Regions from separate parts of the Mus musculus genome. Here region 1 is linked to region 2. The links are chromatin contacts, called in public HiChIP or PLAC-seq maps. All regions are on one chromosome and are shown on one strand. The core of a region is the stretch at or near the end of the contact, and the rest is flanking DNA. Distances in the headings are between cores, read along the strand shown.

Region 1 (5,709 bases), core at 2,447-4,946, 100 kb after region 2:
TACACTGTGTGACTTGGTTTGGTTTGGTTTTGGTTTTGGTTTGTTTTTTTTCTTTTTTTTTTTTTTTTCTTTTTTTTTTTTTTGAGACAGGGTTTCTCTGCGTAGCCCTGGCTGTCCTGGAACTCACTCTGTAGACCAGACTGGCCTTGAACTCAGAAATTCGCCTGCCTCTGCCTCCTGAGTGCTGGGATTAAAGGTGTGTACCCTTTAACCCTACTCTGACAAGTAGTTCAACAAATTAGAAAATATCTGTGTGTATGTGTGTGTGTGTGCGCGCGTGCGCGCGTGCGCGCGTGCCAGTGCCACTTTGCCCAGCCATTCCTTTGCTCTTGTTGCACAGCAAACTACCATAAACTTCAGTGACAAAAGAATACTGCTTTCTTTCTACAAACCTACAGCTTATCTTTGGTTCAACTGATCTCCCAGGACTTGGCTGGACTTGACTCTAGGCTTGTCTTCATTTTATTTCCACATGAGGAATGTTTCTGGAGGTAGAAGTCACGCCCAAACCTATGAGGAGCATAGCTCAAGCCTCTATCTGAGTTATATCTCTTACATTTTGTTGATCAAAACAAGTCACATAGCTCAGCCCCACCCTGATGGAGCCAAGGCATGCTCCTTGGAAATCAAGGTAAGGGAATAAGTATTTTGGGGCAATGATCTCATCGTCCACAGTGGGTAGGTTTGACATGACTCTTTATTCTGCTCTCCATTTTATTGGTAAGTTAGCTGAGTATCTTGCTTCCCCTCTCCTTTAGAGATTTTTTTAATAATCGTTTTACTCTTTTGTTTTGTTTTGGTTTGATTTTTTTTTTTCTCTATGTAACCTTGTCTGCAACTCACTCTGTAGAGCAGGCAAGCCTCAAACTCACAGATATCCATCTGCCTCTGCCTTCCAAGTGCTGAGGTTAAAGGCGTGTTTTTTTTTTCTGTTTTTCTTTGTAATATATTTGGCATATACTAAAGAATACGTATATAAAACATGATAAACCATAAATCAAAATTCTAATGGACAGTTATTCATAGGACTTTTTTACTCCTTTGGAGAGGGGCTCTTGCACAGACCACGGAGGCTTGGAATTCCCCAGTCTCCTGCCTCTCCTCCTTAGTGCTCCAACTGTCCCTGACTTGATCTTTGGGAGCTCTCACATCCTCCTGTTGTGGGCAAAGAGACCCTTTGCACAGCTTTGAAAATACATCAGGCCTGGATTTGTGCACACCTCCCCATATGTTTTGTCCTGAAGGAGGTCTCCGTGTCCTTGTGAGGTGTTCACTGTCTTCCCTGGGTAGTGGCCTGTGTGCCTCTGTTGGCTATAGATGGTTTACTGTGTTGTGCAAACCTCCTATTTCACTGGATTCTTCATTATACCTAATTTACTTTTGTATTCTGAGGAGAGAGTATACTTCACTGCTCTCCTCAATTCCCGTGGCCTTTTGAAAAAATTATCAATTATGTTTATGAAGAGTCTACCTGCATGTATGTATACCATACGTGTGCTTGGTCACCCCGGAGGTCAGAAGGAGTTATGAAGTCAACAGTTGTGAGCCGCCATCTGGGTGCTGGGAAGCTCTCTTAGCCAATGAGCCACCTCCCCAGTCCCCCCACCACAGTGACCTCCTCCTTCCCCAGAGCCACAGCTTCTGCTTCTGTATTAGGGCTGACCCTCCTGCCTTCTCTAGTCCCACTTCCCTCACGGGCTCTCCACCTCCGGCACAGCCAGCCCTCTCTAGTTTTGTTACCACCATGTAAACAAATCTGATCTCTGCACATTGAAGGAAACCTGCAGCGTTTGGCCCTTTGAGTCTGATTTAGTCTCCAGAACATGAAGACTTCCTATTTAGGGATGAGGATGCAGTCTCTTCTTATTTTGCTTTATTTTTTCTTTTTAATTTGTTTGTTATTTGGAGTTTTGTTTGTTTTGTTCTGTTTTGTTGTTGTTGTTGTTGTTTTGTTTTTGAGATGGGGTCTTATTCTGTAGTTAATTTGGACTTCCTGTTAGCATAGGCTGGTTTCAAACTCACAGTGATCCTCCTGCCTCTGTCTCTGGAAAGAGCTAGTGTTCCAGGCACGAAGCACCATGCCTAGGATTTAGTTTTCAGGGAGCCTAGTGATTCACTAGAATGGTCTTGGCTTTTGTTTATCTGGGAATTTCTTTTTTTTTTTTTTTCTTTTCTTTCCTTTCCTTTCCTTTCCTTTCCTATCCTTTCCTTTTCTTTTCTTTTCTTTTCTTTTTTTTTTTTCCTGGTTTTTTGAGAAAAGGGTTTCTCTGTGTAGCCCTGGCTGTCCTGGAACTCACTTTGTAGACCAGGCTGGCCTTGAACTCAGAAATCTGCCTGTCTCTGCCTCCCAAGTGCTGGGATCAAAGGCGTGTGCCACCACGCCGGCCCTATCTGGGAATTTCTTATCCCTCCCTCCTGTGTGTGTGTGTGTGTGTGTGTGTGTGTGTGTGTGTGTGTGTGTGTATGTGAGACAGAGACAGAGACAGAGAGAGAGAGGGTCTCTTTATGTAGACCAGGGTGGATTCAAGCTTGCTATGTAGTTCAGGCTGGCCATATGTTTTCCATCCTCTCACCTCTGCCTCCTAAGAGCTAGAATCTCCTTTTAGGGTAGATTGGTTGTTAAAATTTTTATTGGTGGTCACAGGGAAAGGGACCTCTTCCATCAGTGGGAGTATTTGCAGGTTCTCCAGACACTCCAGGCTTGGGTCCTAAAGGGCCTGGGTGTGACTGGGTACATCTGGCAGGTTCCCATTATCTCCTATGGACACTGTGAAGTTGTAGGGTGTGGCCTGGTTGACAGTGGTGGCTCTCAGTTAGGGGCTGAGTGAGGGAAGAATTACGACTGGAAATGAGCAGTTATCATCTCCTTTCTCGGGGAGCTCTTGAGGAAGGTGGAGCATTTCCTGGCCATCTGGGTCTCAGTAGAATCTCTCATCATCATCATCATTATCATTACTACTCCTACTATTTTGTATTTCATCACAATTAAGAAGTTCTCAGCCATTGGTTTGTTTTTCCACATGATCTCTTTCCTCATTTAGTTTAAAAACAAAACAACAATCCCTTGTTCTATTTTTCTGCAATTCTTTCTTCTCCTTTTTCAGGCAAGAAGGCCCTTACCAGATGCTGACCCTCACACAATGGTGGACTGGCTCCAGCCCAGCGAGACAATACATTTCTGCCCATTATATTACCCATTGGGCTGACTCGATAGTTCAGTGGGTAAGGTGCTGGCTGTTCAGTCATGAGGACCTAAGTTTGAATCCCCAGAATTCATATAAAAGCCAGACTCGGTGGCTCGAGTGTATAACCCCAGCACTGGAGAGTAGAGACAGATCATGGGAGCTCACGGGCCAGCCAATCTAGCCAAAGCAGTGAACTCCAGTACGTGAGCCTGCCTCAAAAAAATAAGATTGCAACACTATACCATATTGACATAGGAAGACACTGGACATTAATATAATATATAGGAAGACATCAGACATCAATATATTGTATTGAATATAGGAAGACATCAGATATCAATATGCCATACCGAATATAGGAAGACACGAAACATCAATTTCTGTCCTCCACATGCGCATGCACGGGTAAATACACCCACACTCACACAGTTACAGGTCCCTAGTCTCCTACCACAGTGTGTCAGAGGAACCGAGCAGCACAAGCCTCGGTCTGGAAACTGCAAACTTTCCAGCAGACTCCAGGGATTCACGACAGTCACAACCGACAGATTCTGCTGTGACGTCATCCAGACGAGGAGTGGGTTCCTGCCACTTCCTGTTTCATCCTCCGCTCCGATCTCACTGCTGTATAAGGAACTTACAAATCAATGATGAGGAACAAGGGGCTTGAAAGCTGGACAAAGGATGTGTGCACAATTTCCCCACGGGAAGGGACCAGCATCGTTCAAAACCACGATGTGATTCCACTCCACTCCGAATCTCACAACCTGTGTGTTACCTTATATGGCAAAAGGTGCATGGAGGCGAGAAGCTTATCCTGAATCATCTGGCTGCTTTTCAGATGTAATTGCCTGTGCCGTCCTGAGAAAGAAGCACGTGCCATGTGCCTCACTTGTTTCAGTTCTGACAGCCTCTGGCTATGCTGCCCAGGCTGACCTCAGACCTCAACCTTCTTGCCTCTCTGCCTTCCTATTGCTAAGGTTACAAGTGTACACCACACACACACACACACACACACACACACACACACACACACACACACACACTCGGGGGGTGGCAATAAACAAAGGCAGAAATTAGAGTGATATAGCCTTAAGCCAAAGAAACAGATTGCATTAGATGGGGATGTTGCCATGGGAGAGGGAAAGTCTGTTCAGTTGTGCTACCTAGCCTGTGATTTATCCATGCAAAGACAAAAGAAACCAGGCAGAGACAGTGGGCAGTGGGGACCATCTTGCACTCGCACTGCTGGGAGTCGGGGGTGGGGTGGGAAGAGTAAGATGGCACACCAGCTTTAGAAAGTGAGTCTTCCGGTCTTCAAGAGCTTAAACATGGGGGTACCAAGGAAGTGAGCAATGCTGCTGCTCGGAACACACCCAGGAGTGAAAGAAGTTGCCTCCAAGTAGCAGCTTGTCCGTTAATATTATAGCAGTGTTAGTCACGATCGCCCCCATTGTCCAACTGCACAGGAGAAACAGAATACTGTGTGTGTGCAATACTGTGTGTGTGGAATACTGTGTGTGTGCAATACTGCTGTGTTGTGGAATACTGTGTGTGTGGAATACTGTGTGTGTGCAATACTGTGTGTGTGCAATACTCTGTGTGTGCAATACTGTGTGTGTGCAATACTGCTGTGTTGTGGAATACTGTGTGTGTGCAATACTGTGTGTGTGCAATACTGTGTATGTGCAATACTGCTGTGTTGTGGAATACTGCTGTGTTGTGGAATACTGTGTGTGTGCAATACTGTATGTGCGCAATACTATGTGTGTGTAATACTGAGTGTGTGGCATACTGTGTGTGTGCAATACTGTGTGTGTGCAATATTGTGTGTGTGGAATACTGCTGTGTGTGTAATACTGCTGTGTGTGTGGAATACTGCTGTGTGTGTGGAATACTGCTGTGTGTGTAATACTGCTGTGTGTGTGTAATACTGCTGTGTGTGTGTAATACTGCTGTGTGTGTGGAATACTGTGTGTGTGGAATACTGCTGTGTGTGTGGAATATTGTATGTGTGCAATACTGTGTGTGTGCAATACTGCTGTGTGTGTGGAATACTGCTGTGTGTGTGGAATACTGCTGTGTGTGTGGAATACTGCTGTGTGTGTGCAATACTGTATGTGTGCAATACTGTATGTGTGCAATACTGTGTGTGTGTAATACTGTGTGTGTGCAATACTGCTGTGTGTGTGCAATACTGTGCTGAACTGGTGGTCACTGTTTCTGGGTGCCCTACAAGAACTTTTATTTTTTATTTTATTTTTAAAAGACTTTATTTCATTTATATGGATACACTGTAGCTGTCTTCAGACACACCAGAAGAGGGCATCAGATCCCTTAACAGATGGCTGTGAGCGACCATGTGGTTGCTGGGAATTGAACTCAGGACCTCTGGAAGAGCAGTCAGTGCTCTTAACTGCTGAACCATCTCTCCAGCCCCCCAAAACTTTTATTTATTTACTTCTATCTACCCATCCATCCACCCATCCATCCATCCATCTATCTATCTACAGGATCTCTCTAT
Region 2 (5,045 bases), core at 1,743-4,242:
TGGACAGAAAGAGAAAATTCCAAGTTCTAGTGAATTACAGGGGCTGCTGACCAGAGAGTGCAAAGCCACTTAGAGACATGACATTTAGCTGAACTTAAGAAGACCCAGAGAAGGCAAGGCTACCTACTGGGCAGAGCAGCTGGCTGCAGGTTCTGTGGCCGTGTCTGGAGTCAGGACAGCCATCGAGGAGGAGGAGTGTTTGTGAGCAGGAGTGTTTGTGACCGTGGGGCTGACAGGGTGTACTCTCTCCTTGCCAGCAAAGGCCACCTGAACGCCATCCTGGCCATCAAGGGCAATCTACCAAGCAGTGAAGTCAGGAGCATCCGGAACATACTGGACATCAACACGGGAGTGCAGGAGCCTCCCAGGCCCCTGTTCTCCCTTATAAAGGTTACTTAGCTTTTCTGAAGGTCTGATATGCTAATGAGGCCCAGGGAACACCAGGCACCACACCAGTTGGGGATGCTCAGTGGCTCCAGCTCCATGACCCATCATCAGGCTCCCACATTCTGCTGTTGCTTCTGCCCAGCCCTGGCTCTGGAACAAGATCTGACAGCCAAGATCGCACAGATGATGGATCCAGTGGGGTCCAGACCTCACTGAAGGGAGCTGACATCTGAGCATGCAAGAGATTTCTTGTAAATGATTATTCATCTTGGGTAGAGTGACCTTTGTCTACCTACACTGTAGTCTGCCTTTTAACGGTCTGAGTTGCCCTGTCCAGCTCCCTAGGATCAGGGGTGAAGCCTCATTTATACCATTTCCTTCAGCCCAGGGATGTCATGAGATAGAACTAAAAACAAGGGAAGAAAGAAGAACTAGTATCTGACCCGGGGCCTGGAAGCAGGCCTGTGAAGTGCCCATGACAGAGCTAGACCCTGCAAAGTGTCCCCTGGTACCACTCAGCTAGCAGGACCCTCTTATTCACTCCCCATGGGCTGCCCTGCCCCTCTGTGTGTGTATGGATGTGTTTGGGAAGTGACCCTGGAAGCCTTCGCAGAGCAGGGACCTCCCGGGTTCTCTCAGATCAAATCTTCTTGCATTTAGGAATAAGCCAGAGGCCACCGTCTGGAGTCTGGTGGGAGTGCAGGGGTCTGGCAAGTGCTTTACTGGCTTCCTGTTGGTGCTGTGCCAAACTTCCACGGCAAGTGGGCTTGAACTACCACTTTTCCTTCAGTTCTGCAAATCACAAGTCTATTATCAGACTGAAGTCTAAATGTGGTCAGGGCCCACTGCCTCTGGAAGCCCCAGGGAGAATTGTTTCCTGGTCTTCCCCAGTCTTTAGAGGTTACCCCCATCTTTTGTCTGAGGACCTTGTACCTTCAGAGCCAGGGACAGCTACATATGCTCCTCACACCACCACAGTCTCCACTGGTTCGGATCCCACTGTGACTTAGGATCCCCGTGACTGCAGTGAATCTGCCCAGAGACTCAGCAGCCACCCCATTAACTAACTCCTGTCACCCAATAGTCATTGGCTCTGGGGACCAGTGGGTCCCACGGGGGCTACACTGGAAAACAGCAAGGCAGTTTGCCATCAAGGCACCTGCTACTCCACAGATCCTGCTCCTCTCTAGCCATGAGAGCTCTTCTCGGCACTGGCCCAGCCTTGACTTGTCATGATTCGAGGCTGGGATTTGAAGCTTCTCCTCTGTCCCCTCCCCCAGGTACTTGCTGGAGCTGGCCAGGGTGAGCAGCACACACAGCCTTTGTATTCTTGTAGACGACCGCTTGTTGATGACATTAATATTGTTAATATTATTTTTATAGTGTTGGTTTTGTATGTGTGTACTCAGGACAGAATCCAGAGATTTCTTTTTTATATAGCTTGATATAAAACAGATTTCAAAAGTGACTGTGGAGTGGTTTATTTGGGGAATTGCAAAGTTGGGGGAGGGGCCGAGCTGTTTCTAGCAGCTTCTTCTACCTCCTGTGTCTGCAAACCCTCTCTCTAGTTCTGGTTCACTTCACAGTTCTGGCTTCTCAGCTCCTAGGGTCCAGCCTATAGTACGTTTGCCCCCTTCCAGATATAGACGGCTTCCTTCGCCCCTGCATGTCTCTTTGCCTAGAAGTTGGCAACTGGTCATCCTGAGGCTGTGGGGCAGAGCTGGTGGGAAGGTGAGATATGGGAGGTCATCATGTTAACTCCGTGTTTGGACTCGGTGAACAAGAAGTTCCTGGTTTACGTGCAGTGGGAAGGGCATGACGGCCTCTTCCTCTGCATCCTGGTCTGGACCTAGGATTTGAGGCAGAGCAGAGTCTCTAGGGAATAAAGGAACATGACAAACCCATTCCACAGAGTTCAAGAATTCAGGGGTGTGGTGAGGAATTAGCGCACCCCTCCCAGTGTCCCAGTGAGGGACATGTGGTGCTTATTTGTGTGTGTGTCTGTGTGTGTGTGCGTGTGTGCCTGTCTCTGTGTCTGTGTGTCCTGCTGGAGAACTCCATGGGATGGGGATGGGGTGAATCCTATCATGAAGAGGGAAGACGGGCTGGCTAGAGAGCAAAAGGACAGCTGGGGCAGGATCCCTCGGTGCCACGCCGCTGAGACCAGCTGCAGACTTGTGCCGGTCTCAGGCTCCCTCACAGAGTGCAGGGAACTGGAGTCAGACATTCTTACCATACCTGGGACCTCCCATTAGCGTGAGAGGAGGGATCTTGGCTGAAGAGCAAGAGGAAACTAAGCTTCTGGGTCAGATGGCCACACACCACACTGAGCCCCCAAGTGCCAGGGTGCACACATAGAGGACGGCAGTGCTGGGGTGTCTCCAGTGGCTCCTGGTTCTCTGGGACCGTGAGGACCATGAGGCTCAGCTCCGGTCACTAGCCTAGGTGCCTCGCCTTCTTCACCAGTCATTTCTCCAGGAAAATCCCATGAGAAACAGAATTTGCCCCCAGAAAAGGGAAATGAGTCATCAGGCCTGGGGGCAGAGGTTCTGTACATCAAGCCTGCCGGCTCCCGAATGCTGAGCTGGGGGAGAGGTCACCCTGTATGATCTCACTGCTGTACATCCGTCCACCAGGGCCCACACGGAAGGGCTAATCTCCTCAATGCCCACTGTTTTCCAAGGCCCACACAAACACCAAGTAAAAGAATAGTTAAGGAGAGCTAGCACAGCAGGGTGCCAGTTGAGAGATCAATCGCACAACTCTAGCCAGAGGGGTCTGGCCTGAAGAGAAGAAGGTTGGCTGGAACCCCAGACTTGAGGAGCCCCTAGTGCAGACCTGGACTGGGAGTCACCTGGACAAAGGTGGGCAGATGGAAACTGGGAACAGCCAGGCTGTAGGGTGAAAGGCGGTGGAATTATGGGGTGAAAGCAAGGCCTGGGAGGGGACCCCATGAGGAAGACAGGCTCGAAAGCAGTGCATTAGACAGACCAGGTTCATTCCAGCTGTAAAGGGAGGGTTTAGAGAGTTTGAAGAGAGGATTTAGTGACTTGTGACCTGGAGGAACCCCTCAGGCTCTTGCCTTGAAATGGGAGGCAGAGAAGAGCCCCTGAAGACGTCATAAGGAACACTGATGCTTCCAAGGGGAAGAGGAGTGCTAGGGAAGATTCTGTCTCTGGACAGAGATGGCTTGTGTTAAAGTCAATTTAGGAAGATTCTGTCTCTGGACAGAGATGGCTTGTGTTAAAGTCAATTTATCAGCCTGTGGTCTGGAGAGCTACTCCAGAGGTGAGGAAGGCCTTGGGGGGCTGGGGGGCTGGGAGCCTGGGGAACCCGTAGAGGGACTAAGCCAAACTCAGTCGGAGAAGTCCGCAGAAAGGGATTGTGGCTCCTTACAAGACTAGAGTAGTGAGAGTGCCCTCGGTTAGTTTGTTGGGAACCAGGGCTCCACTCTCGCTGTTCTGAGGACATCATGCTGCACAGCCCTGTGGGGTGGGGTTCGAGACTGGTAGCCAGACCTCTTAATGGCAAGGTCCTTTCTAGGACTTTATCTGAGCCATAGGCCAGCAATTGGGCAAAATGACCAGTCAGCCACTTCCATTGTTGAAGCAAAATGCTGGAAACTCCCAAAGTGCCCATCAGAGGGCAACTGGGATAATCTCAGCACAAGGAAGGTCTGTGTAGCTATGAAGAGGAGGAGGTCCCTCTGTGCTGACTAGAAAACTCAGATCGTATAACAAAGGGAGAGCACGGTACACAACGCTTGTCATCTTCAAACAAATGAAATTGGAAGATAAATATACATTAAACGTGTGTGTTGCTGGAGTGATTTCATGGTGGAGCCCTGTGTAGATGTTGGTATTTTAAACTTAAATGCTTAATTGAAGGAATGAAAGTTCTTGGGGACCCAGGAATGGAAAGGAGCAATGACATTCAGTGTAGGATGGTCCAGCCACTGTTAGTATTTGGTGGGGGCAGGTACACCATAGCCTGAGGTTTTCCCAGCCATGTTCAGTGGCTCAAGTGCAGACCAAGAGTGATGGAGTTGGGTTCAACTATTTCAAGAGATCCTACCAGAGAGTGAGCTAAGTTGAGCTAGGCAGAAGTTCTCATGGAGGAACCATGGGGTCCCAGAAGGCAGGGAGAATGGGACATAAAGGGGTCAGGGAAGCATTGAAGGATGAAGGAGTCGGCCACAGGAGTGAGTAATGGCAGACACAGGATCTGTATGTCATGTATGTCACAGAGGAGAACCCTGGCGATGGAGACCACCATGGGGCTGCTACAGTTGCTGATCAGGACAGAGCTGGGGTGTTCCCTGAAAGTGTGGCTGACATCATTAGGAGCTGAGAGCTCAAGGAACTGGTCAGTATCACATGAATGCTGATGAGAACAGCAGCTGCTGTCCTTTGAGAATTCAGAGGAGGCCAAGAGAGAGGGGAGCAGATGACAGCAGCCTGAGGAAAGGAGAGACTTCTCAGAGAGAAAGCTCTTCTGACAGGGTGGGCAGGCATTGACCTCAGCAGGGCTCTGCCTTCCCTGTACTGTGACAAGGGGAGAATTCTCCATTTATTGATGGGATTAGCCTTGCTCTACCTTGGAGTCCCACCCCAACCCCAGAAGAATAAATCTATGGGGTTCCAGTTCCCTGGGTCTGA

Evidence for each region. HiChIP or PLAC-seq counts read pairs in DNA pulled down with a chosen protein or histone mark.
Region 1: a contact with region 2 is called in an H3K4me3 HiChIP or PLAC-seq map of bone marrow-derived macrophages, with 2.0 times the contacts expected there. The contact joins two enhancer-like sites. A contact is called at or near these places in 1 of 39 promoter capture datasets (macrophages), 3 of 115 datasets of contacts at active chromatin or transcription factors (bone marrow-derived macrophages, embryonic stem cells and pancreatic cancer cells) and 2 of 9 other capture datasets (adipose tissue and pancreatic islet).

What each region holds. Positions count from the first base shown.
Region 1 is chr12:111,556,100-111,561,808 of GRCm38.p6, forward strand. No RefSeq gene overlaps it. Among named protein-coding and RNA genes, the nearest start is that of 2810029C07Rik, 15 kb to the right of the region's middle. Within about 2 kb of position 3,697, at least 172 of the 459 cell types and tissues checked have an H3K27ac peak or open chromatin away from gene starts, as enhancers often do. A contact at or near this core is called in bone marrow-derived macrophages, where this site is marked.
Region 2 is chr12:111,453,164-111,458,208 of GRCm38.p6, forward strand. It overlaps Tnfaip2 (tumor necrosis factor, alpha-induced protein 2), which reads left to right. Exons shown (of 12, transcript NM_009396.2): 12 at 258-1,855. The coding sequence ends at 399. Among named protein-coding and RNA genes, the nearest start is that of Tnfaip2, 13 kb to the left of the region's middle. Within about 2 kb of position 2,993, at least 66 of the 459 cell types and tissues checked have an H3K27ac peak or open chromatin away from gene starts, as enhancers often do. A contact at or near this core is called in bone marrow-derived macrophages, where this site is marked.